Regions from separate parts of the Mus musculus genome. Here all the other regions are linked to region 1. The links are chromatin contacts, called in public Hi-C and promoter capture Hi-C maps. All regions are on one chromosome and are shown on one strand. The core of a region is the stretch at or near the end of the contact, and the rest is flanking DNA. Distances in the headings are between cores, read along the strand shown.

What was found. Hi-C and Micro-C count contacts between places; a contact is called where the count stands out from the background. Capture Hi-C pulls out chosen DNA fragments and counts their contacts.
Region 2: a contact with region 1 is called in a Hi-C map of bone marrow-derived macrophages, with 78 read pairs. The contact joins two enhancer-like sites. A contact is called at or near these places in 7 of 15 datasets of contacts at CTCF or cohesin (CD8 T cells, the G1E-ER4 cell line, the NIH/3T3 cell line and 3 more), 179 of 484 Hi-C or Micro-C datasets (2-cell-like embryonic stem cells, the AML12 cell line, the AtT-20 cell line and 91 more), 43 of 115 datasets of contacts at active chromatin or transcription factors (the 230-238 cell line, the NIH/3T3 cell line, T-cell acute lymphoblastic leukemia and 28 more) and 3 of 9 other capture datasets (adipose tissue, embryonic tail and liver).
Region 3: a contact with region 1 is called in a promoter capture Hi-C map of adipose tissue. The contact joins two enhancer-like sites. A contact is called at or near these places in 20 of 484 Hi-C or Micro-C datasets (the 63-12 cell line, CD4 single positive thymocytes, CD8 T cells and 16 more), 21 of 115 datasets of contacts at active chromatin or transcription factors (SST interneurons, bone marrow-derived macrophages, craniofacial prominence and 14 more) and 3 of 9 other capture datasets (adipose tissue, liver and pancreatic islet).

Annotation. Positions count from the first base shown.
Region 1 is chr11:86,891,547-86,896,322 of GRCm38.p6, reverse strand. No RefSeq gene overlaps it. Among named protein-coding and RNA genes, the nearest start is that of Gm33742, 25 kb to the right of the region's middle. Within about 2 kb of position 2,037, at least 152 of the 459 cell types and tissues checked have an H3K27ac peak or open chromatin away from gene starts, as enhancers often do. A contact at or near this core is called in SST interneurons, adipose tissue, bone marrow-derived macrophages and 4 more, where this site is marked.
Region 2 is chr11:87,007,789-87,012,564 of GRCm38.p6, reverse strand. No RefSeq gene overlaps it. Among named protein-coding and RNA genes, the nearest start is that of Ypel2, 16 kb to the right of the region's middle. Within about 2 kb of position 1,879, at least 73 of the 459 cell types and tissues checked have an H3K27ac peak or open chromatin away from gene starts, as enhancers often do. A contact at or near this core is called in bone marrow-derived macrophages, pancreatic cancer cells and stem cell-derived neural stem cells, where this site is marked.
Region 3 is chr11:86,971,616-86,976,391 of GRCm38.p6, reverse strand. Ypel2 (yippee like 2) reads left to right here. Exons shown (of 5, transcript NM_001005341.3): 2 at 4,270-4,583. The coding sequence starts at 4,467. Among named protein-coding and RNA genes, the nearest start is that of Gm51915, 8.7 kb to the left of the region's middle. Within about 2 kb of position 2,626, at least 37 of the 459 cell types and tissues checked have an H3K27ac peak or open chromatin away from gene starts, as enhancers often do. A contact at or near this core is called in SST interneurons, adipose tissue, muscle stem cells and 1 more, where this site is marked.

The DNA.
Region 1 (4,776 bases), core at 788-3,287:
ATTTCTTTTTTATTTTGTTTTGTTTTGTGTGTTTATTCTTTTCCCAATGTGGCATGTCTTAATTGCCATTTCCCACATGTTTGGTGTGTGTTCTAGAATCTGTACTCCTTGAGCTAAGAACTGTTTTAGCAAAGGAAGTGTGATGTTCTGTTATTGGTGGTCTTTTCTCCTGGGTAGACTCAGAATGGGTCACATGTATCCCAGCTTGTCCTTTAGCTAGCTATATAGGCAAGGAAGTCCCGATCCTCCTGTCTGCCTGCACCTCATAAGATCTTGTGATATCCAGTGCCCTGCCTTAGTATGAACCTTAGTATTCACTTTTTGGAGATAGATTCTTGCTTATAGCCTAGGTTTGCTTGAAAGTCTCTATGTAGCCCAGGCTGGTCCTCAAACTCCCTTCTGCCTTAGCCTCCCTAGTGCTGGGATTACAAGTGTGTACCACCATGCTGAGGCTCCAAGGAGGTCTGCTCAGCATAAAGGCTGCCTTTTTCTGAGGCATGCCTGCACCGTGTGGTTTCAAGTGTCCATTGAGGGAGAGCTGAAGCTGCTTCTGGGACTTCATAGTTTCAGAGTCGCAGACTCCGCCTGCTGGGAGTCCTGGACTTGCTTCTTTTTTTTTTTTTTTTTTTTTTTTTTTAACCAGTAAGCTTTGAATCAGGAGTTGTTTTCTAGGGAAATTTCCCTTCTGAGGCCAGAGCCTTCAAGCCAATGCTACCTTATAATAAGGCCTTTCTTTGCTTTGATCACTGACCTGTCCCCTAAATTAGTTGAAGTCTGAGAACACGGTTTTGTTACGGGGGCAGTTGTTTGAGCCTGTGTTTAAATTCTAGGAATACATTTGGTTTTACTAATGTCATTTGAGAGGACTGGTGAGTTATTTTGGGTGTGCATGGCCCGGCCCTGTAATGCTAGGCCACTCTTGATAAGAGGCACGATTGTACCAGCTAGTTCCCTAAAAAGGCTTGCATTCCATTCAGCATGGAGCGCTGAGGCTGCAGACTCCCGCTATCTGGACTATAGGCTCTCACGTTTCTCCCAAGTGGATAGGTAGCTGGAGGCAGAAAGAAAGCTTGTTTTTCTTTACCCGTGTCCCATAAGCCCACTCTACCACGTGCAAAGATTCTCCCCCTAGTTTCACACTAGAAACTAGGAAAAATCAAATTAGTCCCCCAACTCCCTACCCCAGAGACAGGCTATCATGTAGCCCAAGCTGACCTTGAATTTGCTGCATAGCCAACTATGTAGATGAGGCTGGCTTTGAACTTCTAACCTCCTACCTCCACCTCCCTAGGGATGATTCCAGACCTATGTCACCATGCCTGGCTCAAGTTAATAGTACTTTAGTTATACCAAGTAGACGTCCATTAATACTTTGAAACCAGAGGACAGACATATACTCGGCTGGCACTAGTGAAGCCATACCCACACTGGAATGGGTTCCCAGCACAGAACCAACAGGAGGGCAGGCCAATGTCTGGGCTTCGGATGGCTTGCCTTTAAGATCGAGGTGTCGTGTGGCATTCATTTAAGCTCAGCCCTTGGAGGCAGAAGCAATGAGATCCGTCATTTAAGGTCATTCCTGATCACAGAGGGAGTCTGAGGCCAGCCTGGGCTACATGAGATGCTATCTCAAAGAAACAAAAAACAAAACTAGAGAGAGGGAAAAAAACATTAAAATAAAAGTTAAAATCTAGATGTCAGGGTGAAAATATTCTATTGGGCCTAAGGTCTGCCGTAGAATCTTCTACCAGAGGAAGCAGACACCCGCGTGCCCCAGCTGGCTGCCAGACAGCACGGTGTCACGGGGAGTCTTGGCTGACTCACTTTTCGCTGGTCTCAGCCCAAATGCCTGCCCTGATATGGTTCTAGGTTATCCCTTCCTAGAAAATTCGGTGCCTCACTTTGGCCCATCCGTTGTGGAAAGACCTGGAAAGACGTGCCCTGTGCTGCCACCTAACGGCTGCTCCCAGTCAAGGCAGGGCTTCTCCCGCTGTTCTCGGCGGCACTGTACAGCCCCTCTCTGCCCATCCTACCTGCTTTGAGAGGCTCGCAAAGGGAGGAGCGCTCTTCCAGGTGCGCTCATTTCAGGGCACCAGGGCTGTGACTAAGACTGGCAAGTCGTCTTAAACTTCGCCACGTCCCGGTTGTTATTTCCTGTCTGTTCCCCCGCCGTGATTAACGGTAAAACTCTGAAGGCAGAGGGGGACCAACGTGCTTGTTTACTGAGAGAGGAAGGAAGCGGGGGGAGCTGGGAAGAAGGTACCCTAGGTTTAAGGGAAATAACAGCCTGGCAATGAGGTGGGCGGATGGAGCTGATGGGAAGGGAGGCTTGTTAGAAAAAGGAAAGAGCAGGTGCCAGTCAGATAGCTCTGCCAGCCTTTCCAGTTTTATCCTTTTAAATAATGATTTGTTTATTTGAGACAGGGTCTCACGCAGCGCAATCAAGCCTTTGTGCCTTGACTCCTCCTCCTCCTCCTCCTCCTCCTCCTCCTCCTCCTCCTCCTCCTCCTCCTCCTCCTCCTCCAAGACAGGGCCTCACTATGTAGCTCTAGAACTCCACTATGTAAACCAGGCTGGCCTGGAAGTCACAGAGATTCTCCTGCCTCGGTGCCCAGCTGCTGAGATTACAGGAATGTGCCACCATACCTGTGTGCACATCTGTTTTCAAGCAGGGAGATGAGACACAGTAGCGTTACCAGCTAGTGCTGGAGGTTAGGGGCCTCGGTAGCACATGACACCCCACCACAGTACAGGATCTTAAGTACAAATGGCTACGGAAAGGCTAGGCATACAGGATACCTGCCTGGGAACAGAAAGGATCAGGATGGAAGGAGCGGTGGATGCTGTGGTGGAGGAGGACACACGGCTCAGCTAAGGAGGCAACAGCTGCGGAGCCATGGGTGGTTATGAGTTTAACGACACCGCGCACCTGCATTACCAGATCTTTCAGTTTCTAAAGAGCTGGGAGTCTGGGTTCTTCCGTGAAGTCTCTTTCTTTTGAAGTGTTGGCAGCTAATGTAGCTTAAAAAGAAAGAAAGGAAAAAAAAAAGAGGCAGCATTCTGTGGGCCAAATAAAACATGTCAGTGAGGCATATTTAGCTCCAAGGCCGACTCCACAAACTTGGATCAAGGGCTATTTGTGTTCTGGAATCGTGACACACTAACAAGACCCTTTCAAGGCATGTGGTCTCAGGCAAGCAAATGCTAGATAACGGGGACGAATGTGTGAAGTGCCTTGGCTCAGACTTATTAGCTGGGATGGTCAGACCTAGATGTCTACAGAGAGCTACTTTGTTAATATGTCACACGCTGCTTAAAAAAAAAAAAAAAAAAAAAAAAACATTGAATGTATTCATCCACTAACCTCAGAAGCAGTTATTGGCTAGACCCAGCAATATAGACCTGTAACCCCAGCTCTTCAGGAGGCTGAGGCAGGAGGATGTCAGGTTTGAGGCCTTCCTGGGCAGCTTAGTGACACCTTGTCTCAAAATAAGAAGTAAAAAGAAGTTTGGGGACATAATTCTGTGTTAGAGAACTTGCTGACTAATGCAACCTACTTGTCTGTCTGTCTGTCTTTTTCCCTATGGGTAGCCTTGGCTGTCCTAGAACTTGCTTTGTAGACCAGGCTGGCTTCAAACTCAGAGATCCACCTGCCTCTGCCTCCTCCTGCATGCTGGGGTTAATGGTGTGAAGCCCCACACCTGGTGCTACAACCTCCTGTGGGCTGCCATTGTCTAGTTCAAGAGACTTAACACTAGCTGACTGAAGTCACTAAAATCCCCAGCGGTGGCACGAGTCTGCCCTAGCTGCCTAGGCTAGTCTGTCCAGGCTGTCTGAATATGAACTTGGTTTAAGATAATTTTCACAAAGGGAACTATTTCCACTGAATATTGACTCTTTGACCAAGACTGCGTTATTTTAAAAGAGTGATTCCTACCCCCCCACTCTCTCTAGCAGAGCAAATGCATATGTGTTAGGGTTTATTAAGGATAAGAGAGGAAGAATTGTGGCAGATGGGAGCGTCACTGAGGAAGGAGTAACCCACTGCTCTGTTCTGATGGGATTAGAGACAGCCACTGAGAGACAAGAGGACCTTAGCACACGTGTTTGTTCCTGAAGTCCCCTGGACTTGCTACTCGGCCTTCAAAAATATAATCTTAAGAGAGTCAAATAGTGCCAGGTATGGTGGTTCACGCCTTTAATCTCATCACTCGGGAGGCAGAGGCAGGCAGATTTCTGAGTTCAGCGGATTTTGAGGCTAGCCTGGTCTACAAAGTGAGTTCCAGGACAGCTAGGGCTACAGAGAAACCCTGTCTCGAATAGAGTAGCACTTTTTTTCTTTTTAGTTTTAATTTCATTTTATTTTTTAAATTAAACCTGTTGCTATATTTTTTTCTTTCCCATTTAAAAAAGATTTATTTCTTCATTGTGTGTGTGTGTGTGTGTGTGTGTGTGTGTGTGTGTGTGTGTGTGCATGTATGGGCACCAATGCATGTAGGTACCCATGAAGGCCAGAAGAGGGCATTGGATCCTTGGAAACAAGAGTTACAGGCAGTTATGAGCTGACTAAGGTTGACCCTGAGAACTGAACTCAGGTCCATCTGTAAGAGCAGTAGGTGTTCGTAACTGCTGAGCCATCTCTCCAGGCCTTTCAGACGTTACTTTTTTAAAAGCATCATGGAAGATACTTGGGCATCTTCAGGAAGAGCCTGGTTACTAAGAGATCCTTATAGCCATCTTATTTTTGAGAGACCTTTCTGCAGGTAAAAGACCAAG
Region 2 (4,776 bases), core at 630-3,129, 120 kb before region 1:
TTGTTTTAAATTTTGTTTTTGTAGGGAGTTTTTGTTTCTTGATTTCTGGTTCTGGCATTCTGTTATTGTGTATAGTTTTTTTGTTTTGTTTTGTTTTGTTGTTTTTCTTTTTGTTTTGAGAGAGAATATAAAACTTAAAATTGGGTGGGGAGGGGAAAACATGATCAAAATATATCCTATGAGAAATTTTTAATTAAAAAAGGAAAAGCAGTCCAGATTTGGGGGTGCACAACTATCCCCCACTCCACCCCACCCCCACCCCCTAATACTGAGTTTCACTGTGTAGCCCTGGCTGTCCTGGAACTCACTCTGTAGACCAGGCTGGCCTTGAACTCACAGAGATCTGCCTGCCTCTGCCTCCTGAGTGTTGGTATTAAAGGTGTGTGCCACCACCGCCCCACTTGGTCCACACTTTTAATCCCGGCACTCTTTGAGATCAGTCTGGTACACAGTAAGGTCTGGGCCAACCAGAGCTACAGAGTGAGCCTGTGTCCAATATAAGAGCAGCCGTGGGGGCTGGAGAGATGGCTCAGTGGTTAAGAGCACCTACTGCTTTTCCGAAGGTCCTGAGTTCAAATCCTCGCAACCACATGGTGGCTCACAACCATCTGTAATGAGATCTGACGACCTCTTCTGGTGCATCAGGGTTAGGTTAAGACAGCTACAGTGTGCTTAGATATAATAATAAATAAATCTTTAAAAAAAAAAAGAGTGGGGCTGGTGAGATGGCTCAGCAGGTAAGAGCACCCGACTGCTCTTCCAAAGGTCCTGAGTTCAAATCCCAGCAACCACATGGTGGCTCACAACCATCTGTAATGGGATCCGGTATCCTCTTCTGGTGTGTCTGAAGACAGCTGCAGTGCACTTACATATAATAAATAAATTTTAAAAAAAAGAGCAGATGGGGGTGGGGTGGGGGTGGGAGGAGGGCGAGATGAATCAGCAGGCAAAGTTTCTTGCTGTCCAGGGTGAGGACAGCAACCCATGTGGTGGAAGAGAGCTGACTCTCACAAACTGTCCCCTGACCACTGATGGCATATGATGGCAGGCATATGATGGCATGTGTGCACAGCACCCCAACACACAAAATAAAAAAGGACATTTTTTTAAAGCCAGAGTATGATCATTAATCAAGAAACTTTTAAGTTATTTATTTTTATTTTATGTGCATTAGTGTTTCACCTGCATGTGTATCTGTGTGAGCTTCTCAGATCCCCTGGAACTGTTTTACACAGCTGGGAAATGTAATCCCAGCTTGCGGGAGGCTGAGGCAGGATTGCTAAAAGTTCAAGGCTAACCTGAAATACCTAGTAAGTTTAAGACAGCCTGTGAGACCCTGTCTCCAAAGCAAAGCAAAAATAAACAAAATGTGTTTTTAAAATCCTAAATAAATAAAAGAATGTATCTCTCCACAACCTTCTTAAAAGGATTTATTTATTTTATGCATATATGAGTACACTGTAGCTGTCTTCAGACACACCAGAAGAGGACACCGGATCCCATTATAGATGGTTGTGAGCCACCATGTTGTTGCTGGGAATTGAACTCAGGACCTCTGGAAGAGCATTCAGTAGTATTAACCACTGAACCATCTCTCCAGCACCCCCCCCCCCAAAAATGAGGATCTTTGGCTCTCTCCATTATAGTTGTATTCACAGCTCTTGGCCTCAAATTTTTAAATTTCAGGGTGATCCCGAACGTTATAGGAAGCTCAGCGTGTATCTGGCCTCTACTGGTAGTGATGCTCCCAGAATGTTCTTAGATTTTGCCTGAGGCTGGTTGGGGTGAAGAGAGAACTCTTGGATTCATTAGGAATGACCAGGCCTGGAAAGCGGACACTGGGAAGCTATACCCAAGTTTAACCACAGGAGGTCTCCCTAGACCTAATTATGATTTGAGTCAGTCTTGCATTGGGTTGTGGGAACTACCGAATTGTTCTCTTTTGGTAATCTGAACACACCTGTTTTTATTTTTAAAAAATGCTGCCGGGCGTGGTGGTGCACGCCTTTAATCCCAGCACTTGGGAGGCAGAGGCAAGCGGATTTCTGAGTTCAAGGCCAGCCTGGTCTACAAAGTGAGTTCCAGGACAGCCAGGACTACACAGAAAAACCCTGCCTCAAAAAAACAAACAACAACAACAAAAGCTAAACCTGGTTGGGCCTGGTGGCACACATCTTTAATCCCAGCACTCAGGAGGCAGAGGCAGGTGGATATGTGATTTCCAGGCCAGCCAGGGCTACAGAGTGAGTTCCAGGAGAGCCAGGGTTACACAGAGAAACCTTGTCTCAAAAAAAAAAAACAAAAAACAAAAAAACAAAAACAGAAGTTACATTGATTTATTTGTGTGTGTGTGTGTGTGTGTGTAACTACAGTAGAGAAAGTTGACAAACTATAACCTGATATTTTGGCTGAGATGCCAGTAAGAAGAGAAAAACAACATTACGTAAAATCTCAGGAAATGGGAATTATTGGATTTAAAAATGTACTGATTGGTGCCTTCACTGTAACAAATGTTAATAAAACCAGGAAACTGGAGGGTGGGGTGGGGTGGCTTGTGCCTTTAATCCCAGCAGAGGCGAGTAGGTTTCTGGGAATTTGAGGTCAGCCTGGTCTACATCCTGAGTTCCAAACTAGCCAGGGCTACACAGTGAGACCCGGTTTTCAAAACAAAACAACAAAAGCCAGAAGCGCAGGTCCTCATTAGGCTGGAGACAGACGTTAATTTCCTTTCGAGAAATGAGTTTCGGCTGACGACCCTCATCCAGCTTACTTACTGGGTTATTTCTGAGGGTGATGTGTCCTGCACCCCATAACAGGCTTCACTGCGGAATATAGCTCTGCTTTTGTGGCTTCTTGCCAGTCTTTCTGTGACTTGCTCAGCGGAGTACTTGGAGGCAGGTAAGAGAGGGCTCAGCAGAGAGCAGAGAAGAGCACGGTGCCGACTCTAGATTCCTCTTCTGAAGAGAGGGTCTTGAGTTAAGCTGGGCATAGTGGCTTACGTCTATAATCCCAGTATTTGGAAAGCCAAGGTAGGAGACCACCTCAATCTTGAGGCCCTCATACTGTTGAGCTACAATGTGAGACCCTGTATCAAAACGACAACCAGACCATGGCCCAAGCAGGAGGGCTTGAGCTTCCATCCCTAGCACAGGGTAAAAGCTGAGCAATGAGTCTATAGCTTCAGCAATGTGGGCAGGGAGAAGCGAATCGCTGGATCATCGGCCAGCAGGTCTAGTTGAATCAGTGAGCTCTGGGTTCAGTGAGAGACCCTGTCTTAAAATAAAGTGGAGAAATTGGGCAGTGGTGGCGCACGCCTTTAATCCCAGCACTTGGGAGGCAGAGGCAGGCGGATTTCTGAGTTCGAGGCCAGCCTGGTTTACAGAGTGAGTTCCAGGACAGCCAGGAGAAACCCTGTCTTGAAAAACTAAAAAAAGGAGAGGAAGACATCACCTCTGGCCTCTCCACGCACGCGCGCACACACACACATACGCACACACACACATGAATGAATGTGTGCACACACAACTCAAGATCTTCAGGCTGGAGCACAGGTAGGTTAGCATACACAGCATACAGGAGGCTCTAGGTTCAATCTCTAGCACAGACCAAGGTTGAGGTGAGACAGATAGACAGACATACAGAAAGAGACAGACAGACACATAGACACGGGGACACACACGGGGACACAAACACATGCACACACACACACACACAGGAGAGAGAGAGAGAGAGAGAGAGAGAGAGAGAGAGAGAGAGAGAGAAACCAGGCCTGCAATCCCATCTACTAGAAGCTACAAAAGAATCTGAAAAAAAAAAAAAAAGGTAAAGAGATCTGATATGGTGGCAATGTGTCTAATCCCAGCACTTTGTAAGTTCGAGGCCAGCTTAGTCTATATAGTGAGTTACATGCCAGCCAGGGCTACATAGGAAGACTTTGTCTCAGAGAAGGAATTGTACTCTGTGGCACACTACTTGCCTAGCAAGACCCTAGGTTCAGCTCTCAATATGAGGGACAGGCAGAGGAGTAAAATGGATAGAAGACCCCAGATCCATAGTCTCACCATTGGCTGTACTTATAATCAACATAGCTATTTATTTTATTTTATTTAGTACATGCAGATGGCATGAATGTAGAGGACAGAGGACAACTGTGGGAATGGGTTCTTTCCTTCTGCCATGTGGGTCCTGGGGACCAAACTTAGGATTTTAGGCTCAGCAGCAAGCACCCTCCCCTACTGAGCCATCTTGGTGCCCTGTCACTTGGGAAACTTTTAAAGCCACTTCTGCCTGGGCTCCACCTGAGACCAATTAAATCAGAATTGCCTTGGTCTGTTTCAGACATGTCCAGAGGATTCTGCTCTATAAGCAAGTCTGAACTCTAACCCTAATGTATCTGAAGTCAGCTGGGCCAGGTTTGATGGCAAGGCCTGGAAAGAAGGCAGAAGCAGGAAGACCTCTGTGATTTCCAGGCCAGCAAGGCCTATAGAATGAGACTCTGCCTCAAAGAACTAACAGTATTCCAGACCTGCTGCCACACACCTTTAATGTAGAGGAAGAGACAGGCAGAACTCTGTGAGTTCAAGACCAACCTGGACTTCAAGGTAAACTGTGAGGCCCTATCTCAATAAATAAATTAAAAAGTCAGTCCAATTCCATATAGACAGGCTGACCTTGAACTCACAGGGATTAACCCGAATGTGCCTTCAGAATGTTAGAATTAAAGGCATATGGTGCTATCCCTGGCCAGTGTAGGGTGTTCTTTACCCCCAAGAAATT
Region 3 (4,776 bases), core at 1,377-3,876, 79 kb before region 1:
GTGGACAAGTGAGAGCTTGGTGTAGGGACAGGAGAAAGCTGTACTAGACTTGGAGGCAGCAGGGAATGTCTACAAAAGTCTGAAGGTGTGAATGTGAGCCTAGTGTGTTGGAACCACACAAACAGTTCAAGTTGTCCCATCCAAAGCAGTTATCATTGTGTTTCTGCTGAGCACTGAAAATACTTAGTTTCATTTGTAGATTGTGTGCCAGCCCTAAAAAAAAACACTGGGTCATCTCATCTCACACTTAGACGGAAACAAGGGTCAGCGATTGAGGGGCTTGCTAGGTATTGCCCAGCTAGGAAGGAATAGGACTCCCTCTTGAGTTTCTAGAGCTCACTGTTCACCTTTCTATATAAACAACAGCACAGGCGCGTGTTAGGGACAGCCCTGTCTTTTCTGTGGTGTTTTCTCTAGCGGCCAGTTTTTGAGGCTGTTGTGCGGTGCCGCCTGGCTTCCAGGTCACCTCTCAGGTTCCTTATGGCTTAACTAACGAGTACATGCCACTCTTCCCAGTGACACCTGGGAGGTTCGGTTTTGAATTTCAGTGTCTACTGTGACTCCCCGTGGGAATGGCCTGTCAGTCAGGAGGGGCCGCCAGGCTCAGCGTGTGTCCCCCATGCCGTTGGCTCTCGAGGTTGTGATATAGCTAAGATCTTTATTTTTAATCATAATACTGCTCATTTTCTTTCTGAAGCGAGCAGCATGAGCCAGCTGCTGCTGGTAGAAAAGTCTCCCTTTAGTCTCTACCGTAGATTATTAGTTCACTTAAAATGCTGTTTAAATTGTACATAAGCCCCGAGGCTTTTGATTATCGTTGGAAATCAATTGGACTTCACAAAATGCTCAACAGGTTGGACTCTTGATTCCATGCATGCCATGCCACCATTAGCAGGGACCAAAGTTCAGAAATTAAAACGTGCTGAGTTCTGTGACCCTGCATGCATAATTCCTTCCTCCTCAGGAAAATCAATGCAATTCTCTTTATTGAAAATTAAGCAATTTAAATCTCCCTTAAATGATGTGATGGCTGCTCTTGGTTGTCAACTATATCTGGGATTAAAACCCAAGTGACTAGGTATACCTGTGAGGGGTCTCTTTTTTTTTTCTTTTCTCTCTCTTCCCTTCTCTTTTCTCTCTCTTCTCTCTTCCCTTCTCTTTTCTCTCTTCTTTTGGCCAGACAGGATTTCTCTTGTGTAGCTTTGGCTATTCTGGAACTCCCTTGAACTCACAGAGATCCAGCCTGTCCCCATCCCCCTGTCTGCCACACCCTCCTCCCAAGTGTTGGGATTAAAGGCATGTGCTACCACCACCCAGCTAGGAATTTTTCTTAATTTGAAAATGGGAAGACCCGATTTAATCTGGATCCACGCCTGCTGGAAAAGCCCATAGAAAGGTGTGGCATAGGCAGAAGGTCAGCCGAGACATTTGCCTCTGAATGTCTCCTGGATTCTTGGCCCATCTGTGAGTAGATGGCCAATGTAGGGCTAGCTGGACCAGATCCTTTGAGCCCCTCCAATCCCATGTCGGCTTTGCTACTTAAGAACCCTGACTGCTACAGATGGGAGGAACGCTGGCTGGTTAGTTGATTTCCTTCCCCCTCTTCATCAGGTCTGGTATTGATCTTTGTTTTCTATTTGGCCTGTGGTTTCCCATTGGATACAGAATGCCTCTTGCCACTGCCTTGACATCCTTGCAAGGTGTTTTATTTTAGAAGGAGGAGAAGCATGCACGTGGGTGTGCAAGCGCTGAGGTCATAGGCATCGGATCCTCTGAAGCTGGGGTTGCAGGCTGCTGTGAGCCATCTGCTGTGGGTGCTTGCAGCTGCCTGTGCCAGAGCAGTGCATGCTCTTAACTGCTGCTGTCTCTGGCCTGGTCTCACTACCATTCTTGCCTTTCTTCTAGGTCTTTCCAGCTTGTCTGGACCAGTTTGAACCCAGAACTACTAATACTTTCTACCTGCTTGTCTCCCTTCCCCAAAGAAGTCCCTTTTTTAGGATGCTTGTGAAATTACTAAAGAGGAATAATTCAGGGCGTGACAGGACACACCTTTAATCCACTTGCTCAGAATTCCAAACCTTTTGAATCTCTGAGTTCAAGGCCAGCCTAATTTACCTGGCAAGTCCCAGGCCAGCCAAAGTCATGTAGGGTCCCGTCTCAAAACCAAACCCACCCATGGCCCAATTCTTTTCAGGGTTTTTCAGTACCTTGCAGCCTGGGCCATTACTTATATGGTAGCTCAGTCTTGGTGAGGCACATTACGCCGGTCTATGTGACTTACTCAGTACTTAAGATGCCACAGATCTTTATTCTGTAGACAGAGCTGTGAATTCAGTGTTTGTGAATTCAGGGCATAACCAGGAACCTCTGCTTTTTTTTAGGCTTCCTACAGAGGAGCGGTGAGAAAAGAAATAATTCTACTCCAGGGAAATGCATAATTGAGAGGCTGCCTGCGTGCTTAAGAAAACACACCGCGTGGCCTCTCTAAAGCAGAAAGGCCGCCCGAGCCATTGCTTTCCTTTCTCGAGCTGCTGTTTGTGTAAGACCTGGGTTCGGTGCTGCTCATCCTGGCCACCGGGCAGCCCCGGCTGTGGACTTAGCATCTGGCTTAGACAGCTGGTAATGGTGTTGCACACTTCTAATCCCAGCTCTAGGGAACAGAGGCAAGAAGTTCCAGGCCGGCTTGGGCTATGAAGAGAGCAAACAAACAAAACCCAGACCAAACAAAAAGAACTCCCACCGTCTAATAAAACAGCGGCATTTGGTGTGAACTTCGGCTGAATGCTGCTTCCATGTCTCTATGTCCCCTTCTGGAATTTTTGTCCTTGCTAGCAGCAGAATTGGGGTGTTGGAAATATTGAGCACGTGCCAGGAAACCCAGTGGAAGGGCAGGGAATGGTAACTTAGCCCTTTCACCTTTGAGCCTTTGCTCACTGCAGGCCAGCTTGGGATCCAAGGCATCCGCTGTGGCTGTGCCTAACTCTGAGGCACAGTGTATGGTGTCATTTCCCACCTCTGCCTCCTGCCAGCATTTCTCTGTGTAACCCAATTCCTCATCCTGAACAGGTGGGAGACTGAGCAGGGAAGACATTGTGCCCTGGCCCCTGTGGGTTTGAATCTGAATCCCTTTAGAAATTAGACAAGTCACATGAGAGATGTGTGTTACACTTGGAGCCTACTTGGCTCAAGGGTGCTGTGGAGACGTATAAGGGCTAGTAGCCACTCTTGTCTTCATTATAGTGCTAGGCAGTGGTATTATCCACTCCGAAAGGTTGAGAGCCCCAAAGGCTGGTGTGGAAAGAATGAAAGGCAGGTTGGTGGGGACAGGGTATGCAGCCTTTCATGGAAGACTTGCTTTTAGTGGATTTAGAGGAAAAAGAACATTATAATTCACAGGTTTTCTCTTAAGTCCAGATGGATCCCAGACAGTCCAGCAAGGAAGAGCTTATTTTATTTGTCTTCCTCCCCCATTTCTCTAAATAATTTAATCTTCAAAGCATGATGCAGGTGTTAATTAACACTCCCAGCTCTGCTGGGAAGGTAGGCAAGTGGGAACGCCTCCAGGGAATAGACAGGTTGCCAGAGCCTCAGGTAAGCGAAGCTTTAGAGTCATTCATTCATTCGGCTCCACCTGGAGCCTGTTCCTCTCCCCCACTCTTAGTGTCCTGTGTTTCCAGAAGAACAAGAAAGCTGGGACTACATGGCAGAATCTTCTACCTATGGGACATAATGGGGGAGACGGGGAAAACTGGGAAGAAGTTGTGAAATTCATGGTCATTATGGTTTTCTACTTACCTTTTAAAATACACAAACATCCACACTGGCCATCTTGTCTTGGCAAGGTGTTACAAAGGGAATTAGTTCTCAAACAAGCTGGCTACCCTCGTCATGTGGCTGTCATGTGGTTCAAGCCTCTCTAGGTGGTGGCTCCAAGGGCTGGTACCTTCTTGGTATCTGAAAGTAGATGAGACACAAACAAGACAGTTGTATGTGGTGGATAGGTACAGAGTCTTTTCCTGGGGGCAGTGCAGAGCCCATCTTCAGTCTGGTCTTTGACCAGGGATGGTGACGATGCCAGTTTGCTGGGTGCCTGTGTAATTCTTGCAAATACTGTGCTAATACTGAACCTCTGTCTATCTAAGCAGCCAGGCTAGAGTGGACACAGCGAGAGAGAATCTGGAACTGATGGTTTATGTGTCCAGTGTCCATTGCCCCCTCTTATAGGCAGCTTTGTTCCATCTGCTGATGGCTGTTTTCCCTTTGCTGCAGGCTGCTGAGAACCAGCTCTAGATCTCTGCTAGAGAGTCCTCCTTCTGCAGACATCACCAGTGTGTGGAGCCTGCCGCACACCCACCCCCTGACAAACCACGGCCTTTACCTGTGTCTTTCGCTGTTTCCCGTGCGACCCATCCTGTGGGAGTGCCTCGTGGGCTGCCCCGGAGTTTGCCCCACGCTCAGCAGCGCCAATGGTGAAGATGACAAGATCCAAGACTTTTCAGGCATACCTACCCTCCTGCCACAGGACCTACAGCTGCATCCACTGCCGAGCTCACTTGGCCAATCACGACGAACTCATTTCCAAGGTACCTGCCGCTGAGGAGGGCATTTCCTGTTCCGTTTGTTTACTTGGTTTAGCTTGGTAACTGAATGCTTTCTGCCTGGGAAGTGAATTCTCAGAGAGGTGAGGAAGAGAGGGCCTTGTGGAAGGTGTTATTTGGTTTTGCAGGGTCATCTGGGCCTCTGTATCTTAGTCAAGAACTTGACCACAGAGCCACA